Linked DNA regions of Bicyclus anynana: region 2 is linked to region 1. A link is a contact called in public Hi-C data. All regions are on one chromosome and are shown on one strand. Each heading gives the region's core, a stretch centred on a gene start, on an enhancer-like site or on the middle of the called end of the contact. The rest is flanking DNA. Distances are from core to core; before and after follow the strand shown. Region 1 holds the start of LOC112045659 (aquaporin AQPAe.a). Region 2 overlaps LOC112045659 (aquaporin AQPAe.a).

The links. Hi-C and Micro-C count contacts between places; a contact is called where the count stands out from the background.
Region 2: a Hi-C map of whole larva shows a contact between it and region 1, with 2.7 times the contacts expected there. The contact joins the enhancer-like site here to the promoter of LOC112045659 in region 1. A contact is called at or near these places in 2 of 2 Hi-C or Micro-C datasets (whole body and whole larva).

Annotation. Positions count from the first base shown.
Region 1 is chr4:7,958,432-7,963,582 of ilBicAnyn1.1, reverse strand. It overlaps LOC112045659 (aquaporin AQPAe.a), which reads right to left and starts at 2,600. Exons shown (of 7, transcript XM_052891604.1): 1 at 2,427-2,600. It overlaps LOC112053764 (zinc finger protein 717), which reads right to left. Exons shown (of 27, transcript XM_024093314.2): 27 at 4,018-4,601. The coding sequence ends at 4,600.
Region 2 is chr4:8,007,025-8,012,175 of ilBicAnyn1.1, reverse strand. It overlaps LOC112045659 (aquaporin AQPAe.a), which reads right to left. Exons shown (of 7, transcript XM_052891604.1): 4 at 2,540-2,809. Among protein-coding and RNA genes, the nearest start is that of LOC112045658, 31 kb to the left of the region's middle. Within about 2 kb of position 2,660, at least 7 of the 8 cell types and tissues checked have open chromatin away from gene starts, as enhancers often do.

The DNA.
Region 1 (5,151 bases), core at 1,351-3,850:
TTTATTATTTGGTCACCTAGTGTGGTGGTAATACCTAGATGGCATCACCAAAATAAATATATTGGACGAAGGTCCTTCAATCATTGATCAGTATCAGCCTTATTTAAATCTACCAATCAAAAAACAACACGCATTTTATTGATCACATCCTATTTTACTACAATTTACAAAGTATTTTATTTGTTTATTTAAAAAAAAGTATATTTACAATCACATAACTAAATGGAAACACAAATTTGGCAAATGTAATTAAAATGCTGGAGGCGGACAGCCCTATCACATGTTTACGGAGCGCGCGGCTGTAGGTATTTATTTCAAAAATACGGCCGAGTTATTATACTGCTTGTTATATCTACTGTGCCAGTGGTTCCCGTCCAGGTAGGAATACGGGGATAATATATAGCAGATACCCTCGATAAATGGGTTATCTAACACGGAAAGAATTTTTCAAATCGCATCAGTAGTTCCTGAGATTAGCGTGATCAACCAAACAAACAAACTATTTAGCTTTATATCAGAAGATAGATACCTACTGTCAATTTCCATAATTTATGCCCCGATAATATGTTCTGTAAGTAATTATGAATATCATTATGTTACAATATTTATTGATTTTGAATCATCATGTATCTTTAAATCATGCAATGGCTGGGTCGAGATTGTATCAAGAAAGTTCGGTTAACTCTCCAGAGGACGAGCTGGTAGTTGGAACCCTCTGGAATTTTACATATTTATAGAATTTTACATATTGATACGCCAATGTACAAGTACATAGTCCGATTTACCTCGCCTCAATGTGGCACACAGTGGCGGATTTACCAGTAGGCTAATTAGGCTGCAGCCTAGGGTGAAAGATTTCAGAGGGCGGCAAATTTGGCCCAAATAGTTTTTATTACAGAAATAAAGAAATCGCAATTATACCAACAGATAAAATGTAATAAAAATGTCTGAGAACATAATGTTTCAGCAAATTGTAATTGTAATTTGTAAATCCGCCACTGTGGTGGCACATATTTATATTATATAATATTATAATCTTGAGGACTTCGCCACGGAAATAAAATTCGTTAAAAAAAAATTACCAAGGTAGAGTTATATTGGACTAAATTAGGAGTACTTATGCTAATAGTAAAGCAATTTTGTAAAAAAAAGTAACAGGATATCTGCGATCATTACTTTCGGAGCTACAGGGATTTAAAGGGTCAGATTTGCGGCACTGACACGGATTCCTGAAAAACGCCAATACAAATGGTACGATTTAATGACGTCGTAGGTCATAATCATCGTTAGATTTGTATGAGCGTTCAACAAAATTACTAGTATCTTAAGTTATTTGTGCGTTTTGTTTATAGTTCATGAAAAATGTCACATTTAATGTAGGGAAGCTGAAACTATGAATTTTCATCCAATTACGATAAAAGGTTTTAATAAATTTTGAAATTTTATAATCTTATTTACTTTGCAAATATCCAGACAATCTTTGCTTTTATGTACCAATTAATTAACATTGACCTTATTTACTTGAATGTATCATAATAATCAATATATTCAAACCTAGTCATCATCACCATCGCTTAAATAGGCTAATCGAGGACTCCAGTCTCTCACGGACTCGGAGATTGAGGACCCCTTCGTTCCGTGGGCCCGTGGCATTTTGCCAACCCTGCCAATAGCGCCACAGTTTATTATGTAAAGTGTCAAAATAGTCCACTAAACCCTTTGTGCTAGAAAGTCACCTTATAGTGTGCGGTTACATATTGTGGTAAGAGTTATCTTATCTTATCACTATCAATTGTTTTAGCGAATCTTATGACCCTAATGCAACTACTCGTAGCAAAGCAAACTATTGGTATTACTTTGAAATTCAACACTAATTACTAAGTTTTTGTTTATCCAAAAAAAACCTTTTACCTAGTAACTAAGCACGTATACCTACATTAATTTTATATGAATTTCATAGACCTATTTAAATTAGGTACCTTGAAAAATAAAAATTAAACGCTGCGGATAATTATTTTTTTTTTTTAATTAGCCAAATCCTACTATTATAAACGCGAAAGTTTGTATGGATGTTAGTATGGATGACTGAACCGATTTGACTGAAAATTGGAATGGAAATAGATTTTACTCTGGATTAACACATAGTTTTCATCCCGGAAAAATCCATGGTACCGGAGGGATTTGTGAAAAACTAAATTTAAGGCGGACGAAGTCGAATAAAATTGGTATAATATATTTTGCAACGATTTAAATATTTTATTAATATTGTTAATATTTTTCCAAAGGACAAATAAATAAATGTGAGAAAAAAATATATTATTTATTTAGATATATGTTAATTGTCTATTGAATAAGGCATAAATGGTTTCCTAAAATAATTTAATTTTATTAAAAACGGGATAAAAAAAATTAAACTATTCACTCACCCGAAAGAATGAAGATTAACTTAAGTAAAAATTATTAAGAAACTTTAGAAATATCACTTTTTACACTGAAAAAGTTTTAAAGTTCGTTCTATTTATTAGTTCGTTTTTGTTTCGGATTTATTCACTCACACCCGGCTGGTACGCGATTTTGATGTCGTTTGATTGTTTAATTTGAACACGCCGCGCCGCCCTTGTTATGAAGATTTGTTGGCGGGAAACATGGTAATTAATCCAGCATGACTTGTGGTGCCATCTGTCATAGATAAACAACAACATTAGCAGCAAATGAAAACCGCCATCTATTGTTGAATAGCGACATACTTAGAATTACCAACGCATCATAATTATAGCAGTGTTCCTTCAAACGAGGTTTATTAATTTAGCTCCCAGTTGTAGTAAATTGCTATAATAAATTTATAGAAAAAAAATGAAAAATAATAATAAAACTGATGAAAGTTTCAACAAAAAAAATGTGATAAGATATCGTTAAAAACAATTATTTTTATGGAAAAATAAAAAAAGTATTTCTCTTGTTTATATTATTTTATTATGTATTTAATTATCAATCTTCATAACTTAATTTCAAGACAAAAATATAAGTATTTAATATATTTTCTAACTATCAATACACTAACACTTTAAAAGCACAACTTATTATTATTTATTTTAGCTCATAATTAATTAACTCTATACAAAAACTAACATCTATTAGGTACCTATATCTAGTAATAAAAAACATGTTGTGTAAACATTACATTTTTCTTGTATTATATACTAAAGATTGACAATTACATAATTTATTATCATTATCAGTAATAAAGATCTATAGTGCTTACGTAAAGTAACACAAAAATACATTATATGGAATCCTCTAAACTTAAGTTATGTACTAAATATAATGTAAAACTATAGCTTGGCAACTTCGTTCGTAACACTCCCGATGGTCCGCGCGGGCCAGGGGGCGTGTAGCGATGAATGAAAAACCCACGACTGATGCACTCTCAATTTCACACTTCACTTCCCCGCACGCACAATTTCACACCTCTCCCCGCGTCGCCCGCATATCATGGGAGTGTCACCAACGAACTTGCCAGACTATAGAGGTGCGTTTCATTTCAATCAATGTGGCTGAATCAGAGTGGAAGATAAAGGTTTCCCCACTTCGGTTCCGCTAGCTTAACGTCAAACGTGCTAAATATTATATTTTACTTCATCTAACAATTTGTCTTTGATTCAAATTGATTTTATGATTTATGCTATTGTCTCTGAATCGATTTACTCGTCTCTGTATTAAAGCGTCCGCTAAAACTCGCATGGTTTACGTGGAGTCCATAGCTCATCCCTGGTTATGGTATGGAATCCTCAGGGTATGCATTGCGTTTATGCATCTATGAAGTGCACGCCACTGGTTACAACCCCGTGCCTCGGAGAGCACGTTAAATCGTCAGTCCCGGTCATTACCTACAACAAATATTATCACAACCCAAGCACGCCAATCCGTCATAGAGCAGTGTGGCAGAGTCCAAGCTTTATATCCCCTCTTTAACAGGATAAAGGCCCGGCCTTGTTGTAGGCCGTTTAAATAGAATGACTTTTACATGTTAGCCCTTGACTACCTGATGGTACCTAAGTGAAAAGTGATGATCCAATCTAAGATGGAAGCTGTAAGGAAGATAAAAAATCCACACTCCTTTCTGTTTCTATACGACATGGTACCGGAACGCTAATTCGCTTGGTAACTAGTAACGACCAGATCCAATCAAGAAAACCTCAATCGGCACAGCCGGGGATCAAACCCAGGCCATCCGTCTTGTAAATACACCGCGCATACCACTGCGCCACGGAGGCCGTTAAATAATGTTACACGAGTCAATAAACCCACACGCACTATTTAGTTCTACTCATACTATTCCTCAATACAGACAATAGTAATATTGGTCAAATTTATAAAATGTATGGCAAATATTCTTAAAAAAAAAAAAGACGAGAGTCCTACCTCGCGAGTTTTAGCGAGTGAGAGGTAAAGGCGTCCCATAGTTAAAATACAATCTTAGTGTTAATTCTCATATTTAACATTAGCGTAATTGATAAATATAATTAAATAATTAAAATTATATTACGATTCATCACCAATTTCACAGCGAGTCGGAACCGCTTTTTCTCTTCTGACCGGCTCTGAAAAAAATTTGTTAAGTAAATAAATAAAATTTATAGAGGTTGACCAGTTCATTAATCTATGTATTATATAAAAAATAATCCATATATCCCTTGGTCACGCCATCACACGTGAAAGGCTGGACCAATTTCACAATTTTTTTTGGGTGTGTTTGTTATTGTCAGGAGAAGGTTCCTATGACAGAAAAAAAATAAAAAATTAAGAGTAGTTGAGAGTTTACATGAAGTTTTACGCGGACGAAGTCGCGGGTTAAATAATAATTGAACATTTCGTACGTGTTGCCATGGTTACTTGTGACACCTGTCACAATATCACAATCAAAACCAGAATTCACAATTTATCGAAAATTTACAATCTCGCGAGACACATTACAAACAAACACAAGACAAAATAACGGTATTTACATTTTTACGGTGACATACACAACTGTGTGTAAAATTTATATTAATATTATAAAGCTGAAGAGTTAGTTTGTTTGTTTGAAAGCGCTATTCTCAGAAACTACTGGTCCGATTTGAAAAATTCTTTCAGTGCCCATATACCGAGGAA
Region 2 (5,151 bases), core at 1,411-3,910, 49 kb before region 1:
TTTAATCTAAATATATAATTATTTCTGACCATTTAACTAATTTCTTAGAATTCATTCTTTAAAACAAATTGCTTTGTTTTTGTTGTTCACATTGGTAGGTACCTAAATGCCGTGAAGTGAAGGAAAAACCGCTTGCTTAACGAATACCTACCTAGCAACGATTTGAATATTTCAATGTGCACAAATTAGCGTGCCTGGATTAACTCGATTCACTTTAGTAATGACAGTCATCACGGAAGCTAATGTTTTATTACTATTCTACAGCAGGCGTAAATATGCGTTGTTTACGTATTAGGTTTAAATAAAGGTGGACACATACTTATAACCACCATAGAATTAGCACCTCATTCGATTAACCTAACCTCTGACAAAAAATAAATTATTGCTTAGGTCATTATCCCTAATGTCAGCTGACGATCAAGTAATCTCACATGCCCGCAGCGCTAACGGCTTGACATCCGATAAAACTGATCGTGTGTTGGTCGCGATGTGCATGCATCATGTCGATCGCGACAAAGTAATGTAGCTTCCTAACAGTGAAATAATTTTTACTAAAATCGGTTTATTAGTTTCGAATTCAGAGTTTCAGATGAGATTCTTGGATAAATAAGATTGCAGTAATGTTACAAGTATACGTCTACATTTAATTGCTTCACCTAACATAACGTAGGAGCCTATTTCTTGCCGCTTTAAATATGCAATGTTGTGTACTTTACTATGTGCATAATATGCTGATGGTTTAGAGCTCGTTAGTACTAATCCAAACAAAGCATTAAAATTTTAAATCGTAAATCGCCTGGAAATGTTGGCAAGATTCCATACTTGCCTCAAATTACAGCTACGATCGGCAATTTGAATTCAACAAGAAATTCATTAGAATATAATGCTTTTTACGAGAGTCCGTCAAGTTTATTCATCTAGAACATAGGTTCTCAACCTTACGGCTTTACGAGTATTTTGTCAACCGCCCTTTTCAGACATTTTTACAATACCTCAAGTTCTTACAAAAATTCGATTTAAAAATCAAGATTTAACCAATCCAGCCGCCCTAGCCAAGTGGCACGTCGATTCTCTTTCTACGATCGCTAACGCTTCGAAAACTAGAAAAATGTATGGGATTGACATTTGCTATAGACAGGTCACGTGATCAATGGCAGTTTCATGCACCTATGTACTCGTACATATACATGTAAAATCTTTTAGTTCAATTTTCATGTTCATCTAATTACTTGTGAATGTTCACGTACAAATAATTAAAGTATGGATTTTTCTTGTTTTACTCGCTATTTATTATTATAGACTATTATAATCTGGCTAAATTCCATCTTTGCTCACTAAATTTCTCTAGGCCCTCTATAGCCTAGCTGAGGAACTGAGGTCGCCCACATATGGGCCTTTGACTACACGTTGAGAAACTGTGATCTAGAATGACGTGGTAGGAACTCCATGGAACTGTGGCACAATGTAAACCGGTTTACTCAAAATCATGCCACAGTGATACATAACTATAAATACTTATCGTCAGATCTGTAAAAAATGAGAGCAAGTTCGAGGAAGTAATCGACACCGAAATCTTACAAGTTCAACTTTGCCGCAAACAAAAACTTAACTGGTCTGCTTTTCAGACGCGTAGGATACCTACTTATAATATAGGCTCGAGTTTTTAAAGTTCGGAATTGAACCAAAACTGAAAATGAAAAAATAATCAGTAAATTATTTTCTATATCCTATGCCTATGGGCAAAAACGCATAGGCATAGGATATAGAAAGGATATTATTCAGACTCTTTCTGAAGAATATTATAATACAATTAGTTATTGAGATATTTCCATAGAAAATTAAACCCCTTATTATTATTTTTTTTTTGGTAAATTGTTTATTACATTGCAATTTTTGGTAGCGGATTTTGATTTTTTTCAAAGCCAACATATTGTTCTGAATTCGAATGACTACTTGTTCATAATACTTTTCCGTGACTGCTATAAAACGACTTTATTAAATGTTTCTCTCAGATATTACATATATCTGTATAATAGTATATAGTATAGTATAGTACCTAAATTGCTTTCATCATGTATGAAATAATAAATACAATTATATAAATAATACTTCTCTCTCAGATCAAGGCGCGTTTAGAAACATCGTAACTTTAATTTTAAGTTTTCGTCTTCAATTATCATTAAATCATGTTATAACTTGACGTTTCAAAAGTGCTTGTAAACTAAGTTTAATTGAAATTAATGAATTTTTAGTTTGAGTTTGATGCACTTGATAAATACTACCTTAGACTGATAACCTGTAGACCCGCTACACCTAACAATTTTTGACTTCAAACGTAAGCCACTTCTGTGACTGTGTAGGAGCTAAGCTAACTTCGCCGACTCGCACTCAATCATACTTATCGAAGCGTAGCGATCCGTAAAGTGCCCCGATTTCGGGGCACTTAAAACTGCTTACGAATCCGGCGACTACACACTATCTATGTATTATAAATCTATGACTACTACCTACTTTATACTCTAGGCTTTACTCGACTTACCCCACAAACGACGAACACTAGCACGAATCCCAGGAAGAATTCGATACCGAAGCCTTGCAAAGCGGTCACATTCTTGCCCAGTCCCGTGACGCCGAGTTTCCCAGCCACTGTGTCGGGGGTGAAAGCCTTCAAGAGTCCGGAGCCAGCGGCTGCGCCCGCGCACTGAGCGATGACGTAGAGCACGGCTCTGGCTGGCTTCACTTTACCGGTCGCAGCCATACCAGCTGTGACCGCCGGGTTTACGTGACCTCCTGATACATGACCTATTGCCTGTAATATAAAAATACATATGTATAATTGACTGTTACAGGATATAAAAAAAACAGACTCGAATTGAGAACCTCCTCCTTTTTTTGAAGTCGGTTAGTAAAATGTTTATAAGAAATACACTATTACCCCTGGATGGCAAGGCTTATCCTTATCCTTTATCTCATTAAGCGCCAGCTCTTGGGTCACCTGACAAATGGATCAATTTGTCAGACATAGTATTGAAATTTTTTTTTCCGCCTATAAGAGCCATGATAGTCCAGTGGATGACCTCTGCCTTAAATTCGGAGGGAGTAGGTTCAAATCCGGTTCGGAGCATGCACCTCCTACTTTTCAGTTATTTGCATTTTGAGAAATTAAATATCACGTGTCTCAAACTGTGAAGGAAAACATCGTGAGGAAACCTGCCTATCAGAGAATTTTCTTAATTCTCTAGGTGTGTGTAGTTTGCACATAATATTGGGCCAGCGTGGTGGGCTACTGGCCTAACCCCTCTCATTCTGAGAGAAGACTCGTGCTTACTGGTGAGCTGTTGTTTGCTAATGATGAGTATTGAATTTTTTTTTGGTATCTGATGACCATGGGCCTAAAATCTCAAAGGCAAGCGCCACAAATACACAGTAGTTAGAAGTGACGATTATTTCAGATACTATTCTGTTAATTTTTATTACTTTTAATTTAATTACTACATTTACACAAAATTATACCTATACGTTTTCTGATAAGACGTGTTTTTTTTTTCTGCCACAGTTGGCTCAGCGGTATTTACGGTATCTACGGTTGTATCTATCTAGTTCTACTCTAGTAATTGTCTAGTTATTAATGAAAAATTAATTAAATAATTATTTATATTAATAATATGAACCATCACCACCAATGATTACTGTTTATCGTTGTTATTATTGCTTGAAACCGCATTTTCAGTTTCAGGGAAGTCAAATTTGCATAAGGAAAAAATAATAATTATAATACTTCTTGTAAGTAATATTATGAATATTAATTACTATCCTTGATTTAGTAAATTATTATTATAATTATTTTGAACAATGCAAAGGTATTTCACAAATTTTAATAACAAATAATATTATTGTGGTTTATGCGATAAAGGTTGTACCCGAGGTTATGTCCCGGATTTCACAAGAATTTGTTACTTATTTGTTTCTTATTAATTTAATTATTATTATTAATTCTGCAGCTTGGTTAAAGTTGTCTTAAGTTACGGTAGAATATTGGAACTGATATAAACAATTAACTAGACGTTGCTTGCGATTTTACCACGAGATAATCGATGTTAAAACTTTTTGTGTCAATTTTCTAGAAAATAGGTCGGTATAGTAAGATATCCCGTAATAAATAGATATAAGCCGTACTTTACTTTATTATATATACATCTTTTTCAAGAATTAGGTAACCCGACAGGAATCGCGTTGTTATTAACCAACGCCCTGTTAGGTACCTTTCTCTTCACAATATTCCTTTTTAGGGTTCCGTAGTCAACAAGGAACCATTAGGTATACGTAAGGTACCCACAAGCCACAAGGTACGTACCTAAAGCCCGGTCGATGTCATTAACACCTGATAACACTGTCAGTAATCATTATTAAAATGGCAGTAGCTCATCTAAAGTATGCTCATTACCAGTAATAAATTAACTCTGATAACAATATCATCTATTAAAGTAACGCCATTGCTACTTGTGTAAAGAGACAATAGCATATGGTGATATAGTTAATCTTCGTTATCCTGTCTTTTGATAACAATTATGTAATAAATTATTGCTGTATCTGAAATTGTAGTAAACTTGTGAGCAAAAATTTACAACAATGGAGGAGCAGGCTAGCTTAAACTATAATACCGGTGGTAGAATCTTTACAAATAGTCAACTGACGTGTCATAAGTGATTGTAAACTGAGCCTACTTGAAATAAATGATTTTTGATTTTGATACTTTCACGTCACACTCCAACTCCACATATATATATATATATTATTCTTTTACAAGTTTGCCCTTGACTACAATCTCACCTGATGGTAAGTGATGATGCAGTCTAAGATGGAAGCGGGCTAACTTGTTAGGAGGAGGATAAAAATCCACACCCCTTTTCGGTTTCTATACGACATCGTACCGGAACGCTAAATCGCTTTTCGGTACGTCTTTGTCGGTAGGGTGGTAACTAGCCACGGCCGTAGCCTCCCACCAGCCAGACCTGGACAAATTAAGAAAATCTCAATCGGCCCAGCCGGGGATCGAACCCAGGACCTCCGTTTTGTAAATCCACCGCGCTTACCACTGCGCCACGAAGGCCGTCAGAATATTATACTATAGGTAATGTGTGAAAATTATAA